2 separate regions of the Mus musculus genome follow, and region 2 is linked to region 1. The links are chromatin contacts, called in public HiChIP or PLAC-seq maps. All regions are on one chromosome and are shown on one strand. Each heading gives the region's core, a stretch centred on a gene start, on an enhancer-like site or on the middle of the called end of the contact. The rest is flanking DNA. Distances are from core to core; before and after follow the strand shown. Region 1 holds the start of Hoxb4 (homeobox B4). Region 2 overlaps Skap1 (src family associated phosphoprotein 1).

Region 1 (2,842 bases), core at 160-2,659:
AGCAGCGCCTTCCCCTTAGTAAAAACTTTTGCCTACTTCTCCAGCCAAGGTACCAGATTGGAAGAAAGGGGAAAAAAAAAAAAAAAAGAAATCCAGGAAGTTGATTCAACTCTGTGCTTAAATAGGGATTACCTCCTCCTCTTCCTTCTCCTCCCCTCCTCCCACACCCCTCCCCAACTTCCAACTTTACTGGGACTGCGAATCCCTGGCGAAAAAGTCGCTGGGAGAATGAAGAAGAGGATGACTTCAAAGGCGCAGGGCCCACTAGGCCATAAAAATTTATGGGCGATGTAATTATGTGGCTCTGAAAACAGGAGACCGTAAATCTCTGGCAATGGCGAGTTTATAGCGGGGACAATTGGCTTCCCCTCGCTCCCTCCCCCACATGCCTCGGAGGTCCCTTCACTGTAAAGCGCCGGGGGTGGGAGGGGAAGGGGTGCCCACGCACTCACCCGTGCTCACGTGAACTTTGCGCATCCAGGGGTAGACGACGGGCTCTTTGCACGCGGAGTGGGACGGGCTGGGATGCAGGGGGTTCTGGGCGCAGGGAGGCGGCGGGGGGCTGCTGCTGACCGCCTCGCTGCGCTGCCCGGGCTCCGGGAGGAGGGCCCCGGCTGTTGGCTGCACTGGAGCCCGAGGGGACAGCCCGGGCGGTGGCGGGGGCGGCGGGGGCGGCGGAGGTGGCGGGGGCCCGGGGTCTCGGCAGGCCGCGTAGCGCTGCACAGTGCACGGCGCCCGGCGCCCAAAGGCCGCCTCCGGCTGGAAGCCGCTCTCTCGCCTCTGGCCGCCGGCGTAGTACCCGGGCGAGTGGTCGCTGGGTAGGTAATCGCTCTGTGAATACTCCTCGCACGGAGGGAACTTGGGGTCGACATAGTTTGAGTTGATCAAAAAGGAACTCATAGCCATTAATTTCTGGGAATTGCCCACAAAATATACTAAAATTTATTCCGACCCCTGACTCGTTTTCCTGTTTCCGAAAGCCCTCCTACTTACTGTCAAGTGAACAAAGTTAGAGGCCCACGTGATCCTCCGAGCCAATGGCCACCCGGCCTGCGATTCCCGGATAAGGAAATCTGCTCACCCGGACCCTACTCCAGCCAAAGAGGTTTATTTCCCCTTCTCTACCCCTCCCCACCCACCCAACACCAGGATTTACATAGGGCTCCCGCGGGGAGACCCCCTCCTCGCCTGGCTTTCTCCACAACAGAGAGGGGTGATGAACTAAGAAAGAGTGAGCAGGTTAATTGGAGGGCCTGTTTGGGGGTGAGGGGGCTGGGCAGAGCACAAACCCTGCATCCCTCAGAAGTTGGGGCTGCGGGTGTAGCCCCCACCCCTGCCCTACCTAATCTCCACCAACCTTTCTCTGACTCCCATAGGGCCCCATCTCCTCCCCAGGATAAGAGGGAGCTCACGCACTAGGTGTCTGTGTGGGGTTTTAAGTGGTTGGCCGACCAGGGAGCGCCTTCTTGAAATGGGTACCCACTAGGTCATAGGGGCGCTGAGCTTGGGGCTTCTCAGTGCAGCCAGATGGGGAGGGGTAGGAGGTGAGTGAGGAGGCGTCGGGAGCTAGAAGGCGGGTGCGCAGAGGGACTTGTCAGAGATGAATGGAACCGCGAGCAGATCGATAGGAAATTCACGCACTAATTCGGGGAGACTTCGCCTTCCAAATCGCATTTAGCTGCACTATGAGCATCGGCTGTGTCCGTCAGTCTGTCCTCCTCAACACTCCCTCCCTTTAACCCACAAGGCCCAAGGTCAGAGGAACGGCTGGACTCCCTCCACTAAAGACAGAAGATACAATGAAACCAAACCAAACCCGCAAGTTCCTAAAACCAATTGAATAGTAATTTGCTAATTCCAGATTCGTCGAAGCAATGCTAACCAAGAGTTCTAATTGCCGCTAAAGCCGCCGCCTCTGTCAGTGTGGCAGAAAGAAATTTCACAACCTTGAATACTAAGTAAAGGAGCCCTAGCTGTGACGCCCCCACCAACATCACACGCACAAGAACACCCATGGCAACCTTATGTTTTCAGGGCATCTTGTCTTGAATTCAACGAAACAGCAATCTTCGCATCCTTTTAAAAAGCAAATTTCCTTTGCCTTTGCACACTGCAGCCTTCAGCAATCTTTTTTTCCTCCTCATGATTTCCAATAAAGCCCCCTGGACCCAGAATAAGAATAGGTAGGTTGGGGCTTAAAGATAAATTTTAAAACACCAGTAACATTAATCTCTTGAGTGAACAAGGACCCAAGCTTCCAGGGGTGTGCATGGGGACACCTCAGGTAGATGAGATTTCTCCCTCATTGGTTGAGGGAGGAAAAGAAAAGGAGTCTTCTTGAAGGCAGTCACTGGATTGTCCTCATTTAGAAAATAATCTATTTTTCTTCTGGGAAAGAATATGAGCGGAGTGTTTATGTCAACTACATATTCCCCTAGATACGAATTTGTGACCACAAAATTCCTTACACAAATTCGGATCTACAGGGTATATACAGAAGACAGACAGGTCTTCTTGGCCCAGGAAATTTCCAGTTCTCTTACTTTCCGTGCGTTCTTCTTTTGGGTGTGATCTGAATGTTTTCATTTTTATTTCGTTTTGTTTTAATTTTGAGATCTGGGAGCAGAAAAGTCACTGTGGGTCCGTTCTTGGGATTACAAGGGGTTTCAACTTTCTATTCAAAAAATAAAATAAGATTTTTTAAAAAGGCAGCTGTTGTGCAAAGGGACTCGAACCTCGTGGCTGCCGCGCGACTTTCGGTGGCGCATGAATTATTAGATGTAAACATTAGCTAAGCACAAAAGAAGGAAGGGTCATCCCGAGGCTGCCTCGAAGTCAGAAT
Region 2 (2,700 bases), core at 114-2,613, 400 kb before region 1:
TCCGGCTCTTTCCCCGAACCTGGGCTGGCGTGAGCTCTCTAGGAAGATCCTGGCCAAGCTGGGGAGAGCATCTCCTTTTAGGGAGTGTGGTGAATTAGATCGCTTTCTGCACCCTGCTGTTGCAATGGCACAGGCTGTGGAGGAAGATTCTCGGAGGAGCTCTGTTTTAATGTAGCAATTTGATTCAATTTTCCACTCTATAAAATTACCCATCACCGCTCGTTGCTTCCTAACAGACACCTTCACTCTTAATTTAACAATCCTATCGAATTCTGCCAGGGAAATTGGAAAAATTTATCACCTGTGAAATTTTATTTTCCTTTGGTTGTATCTGTTTTTGTAAAACTTCATTAACGACGATGACTTGCTGAGGAAATTATCATTTTTTTTTTAACTTCAGACACAAGAAATGGCTCGACCTCAACCAAGATATCATTTGCATAATAAAACACAACAACAACAACAACAACAACAACCACCACCACCGCCGCCGCCGCCAGGGGAAGTGGAGTCTGGCAGAGGCTGGAGGACTGAGGAGGATTGAACACTTCTTGGTGGGGCTTTGAGGACACACAGACTTGCAACTTGACTCAGAGAGCAATGACGTCGCTTGTCTCTCAGGCAAGAGACAAATAGGGAATACCTACTTAAGAAGGCTGGGTCCTCCTCTTAGGAAGCCTTGAGATGCAATTATTTACTGATAATGCTTTTAGCAAGGGGCCCTGTCTTCTGGGGCCTAAGTGTTGGGTTCACCTTAGTTTCCAGGTTCATCTGGGATGCAGGCTTAAATTGCTATAAATTTTGGCTTAATTTGAATTTCTTAGCAGAGTACTAAACTCCTGGCAAATTTCCACAGGAGCGCTTCCTGAATGGACTTGAAGATTCAGCTTTCCCATTGTCTAAATACCTCACAATTAAAAGGCTCAGGCTCCGGCTTTCCAGTCTGACCCCCACTGTGTTCTGTACTGTTCACCAGCTGCTGGATTCCCACCAGAAGTGGCTCTGCGGGAACAGTGATGACTGTGCGTTTTCTGAGATGCTAGTGAGCCTGCCTTGTGAAGGGGAGGGCTCCAGAGTCAACCGGCCCCAGCACGGGGAGAGGCGAGGCAGGGTAGGCTTACTCTGAGGAGATGAGATTTGACTCTGGGCGATGATGAGGTGTGTTCTATCAGAGTTTTACTGTATCAAGACCATTGTTGGCATCTGCACAATCCAGACTTTGGAAATCCTCCGTACCTTTGAGACAATGCTTTATCCTTCTCCAGATTCTACAGAAAGTAAGCCAGGGCTAGAGAGTTATGAGAACGCACCCCCAAACTCACAGCTAGCCAATGAGAAACAGAGGGAGTGGTCTCTAGCCTTTAACCTTCATGGCTCAAGAACAAGTGACGTCACGTCACGTGGTACCGCTGAAAGAGGATTTCATCTTGTTCCCAGAACAAGGCAGAGTCACCGGGCTTTTTACACCATCTCCTTCAGACAGTGAACCTTGAATAGGGATAACTTTGGGGGCTGTTTCGTTCTTTCGCATGTCAAGAGTTTTTTGTTTTTGTTGTTGTTTTTCTGAGCAGCAGGAGGTGGGTAGTTAGCCGGTGATGTATCTTACCTGGTAGGACTTCATAAATGTCCTCCTCTTTCTCAGTAGGCTCAGGCAAGGCCATGGCTCTGCACTGGGAGCCAGACCTTGGGGAGTCAAAGCCATCGACGTCATTGTACATTTCTTCCTCTTCTTTCTCTTCTTCCTCCTCTTCCTCCTCCTCCTCTTCGAAGGGAATGGTTAAGGAGCTAAGATCTGCAGCGGGAGCAAAGATAAGAATGAATAAAGATAGAAAAAAAAAGAAGTATAGGAAAGGAGGAGGTGAGAGAGGAGGAGGGATGAGAATAAAACATGTCAGGAGAAAATGAAACACTAGGTTAAGGGCTGTTATTTCTAATGCGGGCCTCAGTGGCAGGAAATCTACAGAAAAGGCCAGCCCGTCACTGCATCAGGTTTAACCCACCAACATAAATCCTCCCTGGCAATAAAACGTGGTCAGGATGAAGCAGCCCAGAAAAGTATGGGTATGGGAACGGAAACGCAAGGTGAAAGGAAGAAAATAGGCCAGGCGAGGCATTGCCTGTGTCCTATGCTCTGCTCGCCAAGCAGAAAACCGGATCGGTGAGCGATGGCTCCAAGTTGGCCAGGGTGACAGAGCCCAGGCAATATGGCGGAGTCTGAGCTCTCAGACGTTCATTTCCCGGTGGTCTCACTGTGGAATTCAGACAAATTTGTTCGTGGAGAGGGAAGAAAAACAAATGAGGAAAAGCAGCAGAAGAAAAGAAATGGGGGCACGGGAAAACACAACCGTGGTGTGACCAGACGGAATGGCCAAACAGCACAGTTACCATGTCCTTTTGCGGCCTGGATGACCTCAAAGTGGGTCACTGAGGAGGGGGTGTTCAGCCATTACCGCACTGGTGAGCACCAGGGCGGGGAGAAAGATTGGTTTCAATTCTGATAGGGGGATGGGAAGCTTGTTCTCTGCCTTCAGTGTGCTCCCGGAACCCCCACCCCCACCCCCACCCCACCACCGAGGGGCCGCTGCAGGACCCAGCGAGCACACTGAGCATACTCTGGGGACAGGAAGGATGGAGAGACAGGAACGGTTCATTTCGAAGCACAATAAAACTGCTTGGCTTGATTAGGCTTTTAATAAAGAT

What was found. HiChIP or PLAC-seq counts read pairs in DNA pulled down with a chosen protein or histone mark.
Region 2: a contact with region 1 is called in an H3K4me3 HiChIP or PLAC-seq map of embryonic stem cells, with 28 read pairs. The contact joins the enhancer-like site here to the promoter of Hoxb4 in region 1. A contact is called at or near these places in 10 of 39 promoter capture datasets (the C10 cell line, the HPC-7 cell line, cranial neural crest and 5 more), 1 of 15 datasets of contacts at CTCF or cohesin (large pre-B cells), 2 of 484 Hi-C or Micro-C datasets (embryonic fibroblasts and nephron progenitors), 17 of 115 datasets of contacts at active chromatin or transcription factors (bone marrow-derived macrophages, craniofacial prominence, embryonic basal ganglia and 9 more) and 3 of 9 other capture datasets (embryonic stem cells, liver and pancreatic islet).

Annotation. Positions count from the first base shown.
Region 1 is chr11:96,316,834-96,319,675 of GRCm38.p6, reverse strand. It overlaps Hoxb4 (homeobox B4), which reads right to left and starts at 1,409. Exons shown (of 2, transcript NM_010459.7): 1 at 453-1,409. The coding sequence starts at 906. Mir10a (microRNA 10a) reads right to left here and starts at 2,511; the gene lies at 2,402-2,511. It also overlaps a transcript of Hoxb3 not described here.
Region 2 is chr11:96,712,109-96,714,808 of GRCm38.p6, reverse strand. Skap1 (src family associated phosphoprotein 1) reads right to left here. Exons shown (of 12, transcript NM_001177899.1): 9 at 1,607-1,792. Among named protein-coding and RNA genes, the nearest start is that of Snx11, 64 kb to the left of the region's middle. Within about 2 kb of position 1,363, at least 21 of the 459 cell types and tissues checked have an H3K27ac peak or open chromatin away from gene starts, as enhancers often do. A contact at or near this core is called in embryonic stem cells and stem cell-derived neural progenitor cells, where this site is marked.